Regions from separate parts of the Sus scrofa genome. Here region 2 is linked to region 1. The links are chromatin contacts, called in public Hi-C maps. All regions are on one chromosome and are shown on one strand. The core of a region is the stretch at or near the end of the contact, and the rest is flanking DNA. Distances in the headings are between cores, read along the strand shown.

Region 1 (5,604 bases), core at 1,697-4,196:
GTCCAAAGCCTTCGTCATAGTTGCCTTTAGATTTAAAGAGTTGATTGAAGTGAGGCTTGCAATAGATTCTCCCATGTAAAGAAGCATATGTTCCTAGACTGTTGTTAAAAAAAAAAAAAAAAGAGCATAAAATGAACAAATCTGTATACTCTTATTTACACCAGAAGGCTGAAACCTGGCAATTCCAATATTTTCAGAAGACACGAAGTGAGAAAAATCTCTTTAAAAGCACATCAGTCACCTAGGAATCTCTTCCTTCTTTTAAACACATTTCTTTTATTATCCTTATAAAAAAAAAACATGCTAGCTTTACTTCCAGGCCTAAACCTTCACCAGATATTCTTCCACCTGGTACATGCTCCCGCTTCCTTTTTCTTTCTTTCTTTGGGCTGTGCTCGCAGCATGCAGAAGTTCCTGGGCTAGGGACAGAACCCATGCCACAGCAGTGACCCCGAGCTGATACAGTGACAACGTTGGATCTTTAACCTGCTGCATGCTCACTTTTCAAATGATTTCACTCACTCCCTTCTGTCAAAACTGTTAAAAAAATTTACTTCTTCCAGGAAGTCTTCCTTAGGGAATCCCACCTAGCTCTGATCAATCTTGTATTTCCTAAGTATTTATAACCTATAATTACTTTTGGAGTTCTCATCGTGGCTCAGCGGTAATGAACCTGACTAGCATCCATGAGGATGAGGATTTGATCCCTGGCCTCGCTCAGTGGGTTAAGGATCCAGCGTTACCGTGAGCTGTGGTGTTGGTTGCAGACTTGGCTTGGATCTGGCGTTGCTGGGGCTGTGGTGTAGGCCGGCAGCTATAGCTCCAATTCGACCCCTAGCCTGGGAGCCTCCATGTGGTGCAGGTAGAGCCCTAAAAAGACCAAAAAAACAAAACAAAAACAAAAACAAACTATAATTACTTTTATTTGTTTTATGGCTGCACCTGCAGCATATGGAAGTTCCTGGGCCAGGCAGGGACTGAATCTGAGCTGCAACTGCAACCAATGTCTCAGCTTTACCTATGCTGGATCCTTTGACCCACTGCCCAGGGCCAGGGATTGAATTCACACCTCTTCAATGACCTGAGCCATTGCATTCTGATTTTTTTTTTTTTTTCCTTTTTAGAGCTGAACCTTCAGCGTATGGAAGTTCCCGGGCTAGGGGTCAAATCAGAGCTGTAGCTGCCGGCCTATGCCACAGCAACACCAGATCCGAGCCACATCTGCAACCTGTGCCACACCTCACAGCAACCCCTGATCCTTTAATCCACTGAGCGAGGCCAGGGATCAAACATGCATCCTCATGGATAGAAGTCAGGTTTACAACCACTGAACCACAATGGGAACTGCACTGCAGTCCGATTCTTAGTCCACTGCACCACAGCAGGAACTCCTATCATTACTTTTAATAATATTCCTTTGTTAAAAGTTGAATCTTTTCCCTCCTAGTTTCCCATTTGTGTTACAATTGAAAAGGATGTTTTTATAGGAGTTGGAAGGAAGGATGTTTTCATGTTTTCACAGGAATGTGTATAATGCTCTACAAATGGATGCTGATGACTGAATAAAGGAAAGCTATGGTTAACAGGAGAACAGAGAACAGTAACCAGTCGGTGTATCCCAATGTCGGTGCTGGACAAGTTGGTAGGACATCTGGTATCTCTTGCAGGGTAACAACCTTTAAAGGAGAGTATAAAAGCAACAGCATTTCCACAGAGCAAATATAACAATTCAAACATTTATAAAATGTGCTCTGGAGAAAAAAATTACAGTGGGCACAAAAAGAACCATTGAGTGGAAGTTACAGAGGCACATTTTGGCTCAGCGCTAACTGCTGGAACAGGCTGCTGTGGGGTATCAACCCCCGAAGAAGTGCCACACGGATGCCAGAACATCTTTCAACAGTGTGCTGGAAAGGATGCTTGCTCTGGAAGGAGGGCTGGAGGAAGGGACATCGGTTACTTCACTTCCTCCTCTAAGAGTCTGTGATTAAAATGAGTTCATATGGAATATTTCCCGTTTGCCACATGTATATCCATACTTTGACTTACTTGGAAGGAAATGATACATAGTCATTTTTTCAGAAATAAAATGAGGCAATATACAGAAAAAAATATATGCTCTTCAGGCTCTGTTATTGCTCTTTAACCATTTATACGGTGCTGAGGATCATTTAAAGGGCTTCGAGAAAGTATCCTCTTGAGATTTCTGAACTTGATGATTCTATGATACCAAGGCCAAACATTCTACTGAATTAGGTCACAGGGGGGTTTACCTGTAACCAACACTATTTAAGCTTCAGTCCTCATATATAAATTAACATGTCAATGTACCGGAAGTTCCAAACACCACTATCATTTGATATAAAATGCTTGTCACTCAATGGTACTTTCTCCTTTTTTCAAAGGCTTTCCACAGCACACCCTCTTAGCACCACAGATTTTAGTACCAGCGTTCTAAAAGCCAAAGACTCCCTCCAGAGGCCCATCCATACAGAGGGACAGCTTATTTTGGTCTGGCTCACCTGAGTTTGTTGTTGCAATAGGAACAACGGAAGCAGCTGATGTGAAACACCTGCTGGTTGGCCAAGAGACGCTCCATCGGGTAGACTGTTTTCTGACATTCCACGCAGGTCTCTCTGGCAGGTGCCTGAAACTTCTAGGAAAAGGAAGAGGACAACTTTAGCTGGTATAGGCAGCGATGCGTGAGGACTCTGCTAGCAGAGATGGACCCTTGGATTTCCTAGCTATCTAGGGGCTCCCTTACCTGGTCTGACAATTCTCAGAGGAACACTAAGCCTGCTCCAATCCTATCAGTTGACCCTTGAAAGCCAAAAGGCTCCTGATGTCCTTACCCAGTTTGTCTGGCTGCCCTAAGTGTAGCAGCCACTAAGGAAGGGTGGAACTGGGCTGGGCTGCAGAGAAAGGCTTAGACAAACCACCGCGCACACACATGTACACACAAAATGACTCCACAGACAGGAAATTAGGAGAAAAGGTCAGCACACACAGAAGAAAGAAATCTGATTGTTTAAGTGCCAGATAAAAGCAGGATAGACTGTTTAAAGAACAGATTCTGAAGGGGATACATTTCAAGGAGAGAAAGGGCATTTGGCTTTGGGAATTAGGAAAAGACACTTTGATAAAGTATCTCTTAGTTCCCATGCTTATAATCTTGACTTGCTCCATCCAATATTTTTAAATAAATCAAAACGGACAGATCAATGGAACATTTGAGAAGAGACACAAACTCTTGCATTGACTCCAAAAGAAAACATGTCCCAAGAAAGCTATAGGTTCTGTAGTCTTTAAAAAAAAAAAAAATCAATGGAGAATAAAACTAACGTAATGAGGGTGGGAAGTCATAATAGGGAATTTATGAACTGTTTGTAAAGTATGGAATAGGAGCGGGGTGAGCACAGCTGTTGCAGATAAACTCAATCCTAAACCACACAAAGTAGTTTGCCTTCTAGCGCTGACGGAAGCAGAATTCCAAAGCCAAACATTTTTACACAATGAGAAATGGTTACAAAACCACTAGGGATGAGAGGAAGAAGTCCCTAGTGTATGCAATCTGTGACGAGTCCCAAGAGAAACACCTCAGCCAGTAAATGCAGGGCAGCTTAGTTAAGGTGGCCAGGAAGCTCTCTGAGGTCCCTTGGTGGCCTCTTGGCCACCATGACCAGTGTGGTGGTAAGTAATACAAATTAGTCCTAAGGCCCAGGGCTTAAATGGTTAAGATAAGGCTCAAGGAAAACAGGTTATGGGCAAGATAAAATTTTGATTAAAAAATCCAAAAACAGACTCACAAAAAATTCAGACAGCTGGTTCACGTGCCCCACGATTCACTAAGAGGTAAAGCAGAAAACGGGAATAGTTTTCCAAGTAGATTCAGACAGGAAATGAGAGTAGAAATGGGCATAAAATGGAAGTAAAGGGGAAAGATCTATACAAGAGAGTTTAATAAAAATTAGGGGGGAGTTTCCACTGTAGCACAGTGGGTTAAGAATCTGCAGCAGCTTGGGTTGCTGAAGAGGCACAGGTTCCATCCCCAGCCCAGTGCAGTGGGTTCAAGCATCTGCCATAGGTAAAACTGCAGTTCAGGTCACAGCTGTGGCTTGGATTCAATCCCTGGCCCCAGAATTTTCATATGTTGTGGGTGTGGCCATAAAAAAGAAAAAAGAAAATTAGTGGTAAACTACCAAATAGCACCAAAGGAATGAAGGAGGAGGGCTAAGTGTTAACAGCAGCCACTCCCTTTCTAGGGTTAGAGGCAAAAAGGAAAACTTAAAGAATCAGAGACCACAGCCACAACCTCGTTGACCAACCATAAGGGAGGAATTTAAATATGATTAAATGGCATTGAACTGAATGCTGCTGGAAGATAATTAGGGCATTATTTGGAGCTCAGAACAGTTTTTTCTTCTTTTTTAAAAATTTATTGAAGATTTACAATGTTGTGATAGTTTCTGGTGTAGAGCAATGATTCAGATGTATATATATTTTTTCATGTTCTTTCCCATTATGGTTTATTACAGGATAGTGAATATACTCCCCTGTGCTATACAGTAGAACCTCACAGAACTGTTTTTTCTTATATGGACACTTAACAAGATAGGACCTAAGTGGAGATGTCCTTGAGTCATTTAATTAGGTTTCTCTAAAAGGACCAGGTCCTTGTCTAGCAAGCAGGAAATACATTAAAATGCAGAATAAAATTTGGGTGTAATAGTACAATTGAAGCCATTGGAGAGCGCCTGTACAAATCACAATTCACACAATGTAAAAGTAATAGGCCAATTGTATTTACTTATCAGACTGAAAATCTTTTTCAGCTGCACGATGAATGCTGTATTTTCAACACTTAAGAGCCTAAGTGTTCATTCTGGTCAGTAAAGACAGAGCAGGAGACAGAAATTTCCCTGACAGTAGAGATAATGGCTATTATTCTGCTGAAGGGGAGTGGAGGCCTGCAGAGCCCGCCTCCATCTCACACACACACACACACACACACACACACACACACACACACACACACACGCGAAGAACACACAGTGGGAGGGGGTGCAGCTCAGTGAATAGAAAGGAAAACCTGAGAGAAAGCTGCAAGTTGAGCTCACATTAGGAGGAAAGTGGCAGGAGCAGAAATTAGGTACCAGGAGCAGGAAGCAGAAGCTGGAAGAGACAAACAGGAACCTTTAATGAATACACAGCATTTGGTGTGTCCTGGAGTACTGGACTGCAGCTGAGCTGAAACTCAGTTACAGCCTCAGACCCAAAAATAAGACCACGTTTTCTTTCTTTTCCAAGTCACTCGTCCAATCGTGACCACATCAGCCTCTGTCATATCCACCTGAGGCTGGATCAGAGTACCGGCTCAAAAGAGTGTCTTATGAGCCTCCACCCACCCAAGGAGTGTCTCTTTAAACAATACTGCAGTGTTTTACTGCCTCCCACACCTGACCCATGGCTCTCTCTTGAATGGAGCCTTCACCCACACAATGGAAAAGTCATGCCTCTCCTTAACATCAAATTAATAGACGGCCAGCTCCGCTATCTGGTAACCACAAGCTTCTAACTAGCCAGATCTACTAGAGTCCCATGATT
Region 2 (5,604 bases), core at 1,168-3,667, 130 kb after region 1:
GCCTTGCTCGTAGGCTGCAGACACGGCTCGGACCCCGAGTTGCTGTAGCTCTGGCTTAGGCCGGCGGCTACAGCTCTGATTCGACCCCTAGCCTGGGAACCTCCATATGCCGTGGGAGCGGCCCTAGAAAGGCAAAAAGACCAAAAAAAACCCACAAAAAACCAAAAACATTATTTCTTTTTTTTTTTAGGGCTGCACCCAGAGTATATGGAAGTTCCCAGGCTAGGGGTCAAATCAGATCTACAGCTGCTGGCCTACACCACAGCCACAGCAACACAGGATCCGAGCCACGTCTATGACCTACACCACAGCTCACAGCAATGGCAGATCCTCAACCCAAGGAGTGAGGCCAGGAATAGAACTTGAGTCCTCATGGTTACTGGCAGATTCATTTCTGCTGAGCTACAAGGAGAACACCAAAAAATATTATTTCTATAAATGTTTTCATGATAGCTAAATCCACAAGCACACAAATCAGCAACATATTTATGCAAAAGGCCAGGTAGTAAATATGTTAGGCTCTGTGGACCACTTGTGCTTCTTCTACTTCTCCTCCTTCCTCTTCTTTTACCTTTAAAATTCTTTAAACATGTAAAAAGTATTTTAGCTTTTGAACTATATGAAATAGGCCATGGGCCAGATTTCACCCACAAGTTATATTTTGTCAAACCCTGCATAAAACATACAATTTGAGTTCTGTAGATTTTGTTAAAATTAACTCAGCCAATTAAGGCATCCATTTCTTATTGTAACCTGATGATTTATTTATTTTTTAATGATTTTTATTTTTTCCATTATAGCTGGTTTACAGTGTTCTGTCAATTTTCTACTGTACAGAAAAGTGACACATTCATATACACATTCGTTTTCTCATGTTATCCTCCATCACGCCCCATCATAAGTGACTAGATAGGCCCAGGGCTATACAGCAGGGTCTCACTGCTTATCCACTCCAAAGGCAATAGTTTGCACCTGTTAACCCCAGATGCCCAGTCCATCCCACTCCCTTCCCCTCCCCCTTGGCAACCACAAGTCTGTTCTCCAAGTTCATGAGTGATGAGTTTCTTTTTTGTGGAAAGTAACCTGATGATATAAATTGGCTATTACTATTGTCACTTTAGCAATTGGAAATTGAAGCAAAGTGAGATTAGATGACTTACCTAAGATCATATTCTGTGTGTAGCAGACCTCAGACATGTTATTCTCTAGTATCATATATGTCCCTTTTTTTTGGCTGGGCCCACAGCATGCACAGTTTCCTGGGCCAGGGATCCAATGTGTGCCACAGCAGCGACCCAAGCCACAGCAGTTACAACATCGGATCCTTAACCCATTGAGCCACCAGGGAATTCCTCATATGTCTTAAATTGGTCTTAAAATAGTCTACCTTTGTAAATAAACTGAGAAAAGTGGAGTAAAAGGAACTGAAAGTTTTATTTAATGTAATGGTCAGAAACATTATTAACGTTTTCCAGATCCTAACCTTGAAGGAATACCCCAGAAAAAGTCCATTGGATAAGAAGATTGTGTGGAATATTAAATGATTAAAGCATGTTGGGGAGTTCCCATCGTGGCACAGTGGTTAACGAGTCCGACTAGGAACCATGAGGTTTCGGGTTGGTCCCTGCCCTTGCTCAGTGGGTTAACGATCCAGTGTTGCCGTGAGCTGTGGTATAGGTCACAGACACGGCTCGGATCTGGCGTTGCTGTGGCTCTGGTGTAGGCCAATGGCTACAGCTCCGATTAGACCCTTAGCCTGGGAACCTCCACATACCACGGGAGTGGCCCTAGAAAAGGCAAAAAGACAAAAAAAAAAAAAAAAAAAAAAAAGCATGTTGGAATAAATATGCAATGATGCTTCCCCAAGGAGTGAGAAAAGGTCAGCAATCTCATCCAGGCTATTGTCTTATGAGACTTGACCTCATCTGGAAAGCAAACTATTTATTCCAATCATTAAAAGGTGATGGAAGTTCATGATAGCTGAATTCTAGGGTTTCTTGACTGATTGTGTTTTTTTAAGTATTAGACATTGATAAGATCTTTGGTAAATCAGAATTTTAAAATAGAAAATGAATTAGAACCATGAACTTCAATTAGCTCATTTACCTAGCAGAATTAGAAGCTAGGGCTTTAGTTTCAGCACTCTTGTAATTATAAATTAGTACTTTAACACTGACCATATTTCTTTATCTTGATTTCTGTTAGGTAGTTCATTTGTTGAACAGGTAAGCTAGAAAGAAAAGAAAGGAAGAAAAGATACGGTCCTTCATGAGTAGCTTTTATCCTAGTTGGAGATAATCACCACTTACATACAAGAAAGAGTTTGTACTTATCCTCTCATTTTGTCCCCTGCTTAAGGCTCTTGCCCTTTAAACTCAAGCAGGACCAACTCCAAAATCTTAAATTGCACTATCCTTAAAAGGTCTTTGTCTTCCAGATAAGTCAAATAATGTTGGAGCATTCCCATTAATGAGTCACACTGACCAAACATAGTTTCTGTGTTTTTCTTGCTGGTAACCTTTTAATTTTCCTTTTTTTTTCTTTCCTGTGCCAATTGAATGACTACGTGAACATAAAACTCAAAAATTAACCGGCTCTTGTGTAGCATATTTTTATGATTTAAGACACTTCTGGGAGTTCCCATTGTGGCGCAGTGGAAACGAATCCATCTGGGAACCATGAGGTTGCAGATTCGATCCCTGGCCTCGCTCACTGGGTTAAGGATCCGATGTTGCCATGAGCTGTGGTGTAGGTCATAGATGTGGCTCGTATCCTGCATTGCTGTGGCTGTGGCATAGGCTGGCAGCTACAGCTCCAATTCAACCCCTAGCCTGGGAACCTCCATATGCCGCAGGTGTGGCCCTAAAAAGCAAAAAAAAAAAAGACACTTCTGTTATCTAGGCACTGATAGCACATTATATATTCAAAAATCAATTTTTATTTTGGTAGAAAAACAATCCAAATTTTTCTTTTGGTACACCATCTGTGGTGGTTTGAAAACATAACTCGTAAGTTCTTTGATATTCCTCCTTTCAAAAGGTTGGGCCTCTCCCCTTGAACATGGATAGTACTTGGGCACTTGTTTCTAATGAATAGAATGTGGCAGAAATGACAGTGTGGCACTTTTGAGACTAGGTCATAAAATGGCATTATGGCTTCATCCTTTCTGTCTCTCTTGGATCATTGGTTCAGGGAGAAACCAACTACCATGTCATAAGGATATTCGAGAGGCTCTAAGGAGAGATCCCTATGGCCTCGGCCAACAACTATGTGAGTTAAGCCGATTCGAAAACAGTTCCTTCAGTCCTAGTCAGGCCTTCAGATGACTGTAGCCCCTGCCAACATCTTGACTGCTACCTCATGAGGGACTTGGAGCCAGAATCAGATAGCTAAACAACGTCTGAACTCCTGACCCACAGAAACTGTGAGATAATATGTGTTTTCAGCCACTAAATTCTGGAGGTAATTTGTTATAACTGACATACCAGCATGTAATATTTTGTAGTAAAAGATTTGAAAACCTTTTTATGCCATAGATAAGCCGACCACCAATGTTTTTAGTTCTCCTAAATTCTTACTTTTTTGTTAATATTTCTTTGGACTATCTTAGACTGAGAGATAGGCATTAACATCATTGTTAGCATTTTTCTATTTCTCCAAACTTGCCATATAGTTACTGCTTTACAAGAGTTGTTGCTCTATTATTTATTGTATAGTTATTCATTACTATTATATCTTCATAGTGAATTGTAGCTTTTAGCACCATGAAATGCCCGTCTTTGTCTCACTTAATGCTTTTTTGCTTGAATGTTACCATGTCTGATATTGAGTATAATCCTTGCTTTTTAGAATTTGCATTTACCAGTACCTTTCTGTTTTTCTTTTAGGCTCTTTTATAGAGAGCCCAGAATTAGGTTCTATTTTGTGAGTCAATCGGAAAATCTTTTCTTTTAAGTGACTTAAGTCTCTTTCTTTCTCACCTATACACATACACACAACTGCTATTTCTGATGTCAATTATTCCATCTTTATAAATGCAAAATAATCCATGGTCTTCCAGAAAACAGTGTTGTTTCCTTGCTCTTTTTTTATTTGTGTGTATTTCCCTTGATATTTAGGAAAATTTTTATTTTTTGCTCTAATGATTCCCTTTATACCAGTAGTCATATAATACCTTGGTCCTCTTTTTCTTTATGAATTGACTATTAGTTTCCTGCCTGGAGCAGTAATGAACGAACTTGAAACCACCTTCTTCTCTCATCTCTGTGCCGTGCACCATCCAATTTTGGTTAATAGCATTATTTTTCTTTCTTTCTTTTTTCTTTTTCTTTTTTTTTTTTTTCGTCTTTTTGCCTTTTCTAGGGCCAGTCCTGTGGCATATGAAGGTTCCCAGGCTAGGGGTCTAATTGGAGATCGGAGCTGTAGCCGCCAACCAACACCAGAGCCACAGCAACATGGGATCCGAGCCACATCTGCGACCTACACCACAGCTCACGGCTACGCCGGATCCTTAACCCAGTGAGCAGGGCTAGGGATCGACCCCACAACCTCATGTTCCTAGTCGGATTCGTTAACCACTGAGCCACGACGGGAATCCTAGCATTCTTTTTCTTTTTTTTGTCTGTCTTTTGAGGGGCACACCTGCAGCATATGGAGGTTCCCAGGCTAGGGGTCTAATCAGAGCTGTAGCCGCTGGCCTACACCACAGCCACAGCAACACCAGATCTGAGCCTCATCCATGACCTACACCACAGCTCACGGCAACTCTAGATCCTTAACCTACTGAGCAAGGCCAGGGATCGAAACCGCAACCTCATGTTCCTAGTCAGATTCGTTTCCACTGCACCACGATGGGAACTCCAGCATTATTTTCCTTAATATTATTCTTGTCATCAAACCAATTAAGTTTTGGTTTATAATATTCATTGTTTATTTTTGTTTATTTCTTTTTATGTCTGCACCTGAAGCATATGGAAATCATAGTCTTAACCCACTGGGCTGCAGCAGGAACTGCCAGCTGTTCACTTTATTTATTTAATTAATTTATTTATTTTTGCTTTTTAGGGCCACACCTGTGGCATATGGAATTTCCCAGGCTAGGGGTCAAATCGGAGCAGCAGTTGCTGGCCTACACCACAGCCACAGCAAGCAGGATCCGAGCCATGTCTGTGACCTATACCACAGCTCACAGCAATGCCTGATCCTTAACCCACTGAGCAGGGCCAAGGATTGAACCCTGAACCTACATCCTCATGGATCCTTGTTGGGTATTTAACCCGCTGAGCCACAATGGGAACTCCCCAACTGTTGACTTTAAATGACATTCTTTAACTCCCACATTTAACCTGTTAGACAATCAGTGAGATTATTCTACTTTTTTCTTTCTCTCCCTCACGGTTTTTTTTTTTGTTTTTTTGTTTTTTTGTTTTTTGTCTTTTGTCGTTTTTGTCTTGTTTTGTTGTTGTTGTTGTTGCTATTTCTTGGGCCGCTCCTGCGGCATATGGAGGTTCCCAGGCCAGGGGTTGAATCGGAGCTGTAGTCTCCAGCCTACGCCAGAGCCACAGCAATGTGGGATCCGAGCCGCGTCTGCAACCTACACCACAG

The links. Hi-C and Micro-C count contacts between places; a contact is called where the count stands out from the background.
Region 2: a Hi-C map of subcutaneous adipose tissue shows a contact between it and region 1, with 1.8 times the contacts expected there. The contact joins two enhancer-like sites. A contact is called at or near these places in 1 of 5 promoter capture datasets (liver), 5 of 47 Hi-C or Micro-C datasets (embryonic fibroblasts, liver and subcutaneous adipose tissue) and 1 of 2 datasets of contacts at active chromatin or transcription factors (alveolar macrophages).

What each region holds. Positions count from the first base shown.
Region 1 is chr5:16,076,700-16,082,303 of Sscrofa11.1, forward strand. It overlaps LIMA1 (LIM domain and actin binding 1), which reads right to left. Exons shown (of 11, transcript NM_001114676.1): 10 at 2,523-2,656; 11 at 1-98. Among named protein-coding and RNA genes, the nearest start is that of CERS5, 9.4 kb to the left of the region's middle. Within about 2 kb of position 2,947, at least 7 of the 83 cell types and tissues checked have an H3K27ac peak or open chromatin away from gene starts, as enhancers often do. A contact at or near this core is called in subcutaneous adipose tissue, where this site is marked.
Region 2 is chr5:16,202,439-16,208,042 of Sscrofa11.1, forward strand. The region is part of intron 1 of LARP4 (la-related protein 4); the gene reads left to right. Among named protein-coding and RNA genes, the nearest start is that of LARP4, 28 kb to the left of the region's middle. Within about 2 kb of position 2,418, at least 6 of the 83 cell types and tissues checked have an H3K27ac peak or open chromatin away from gene starts, as enhancers often do. A contact at or near this core is called in subcutaneous adipose tissue, where this site is marked.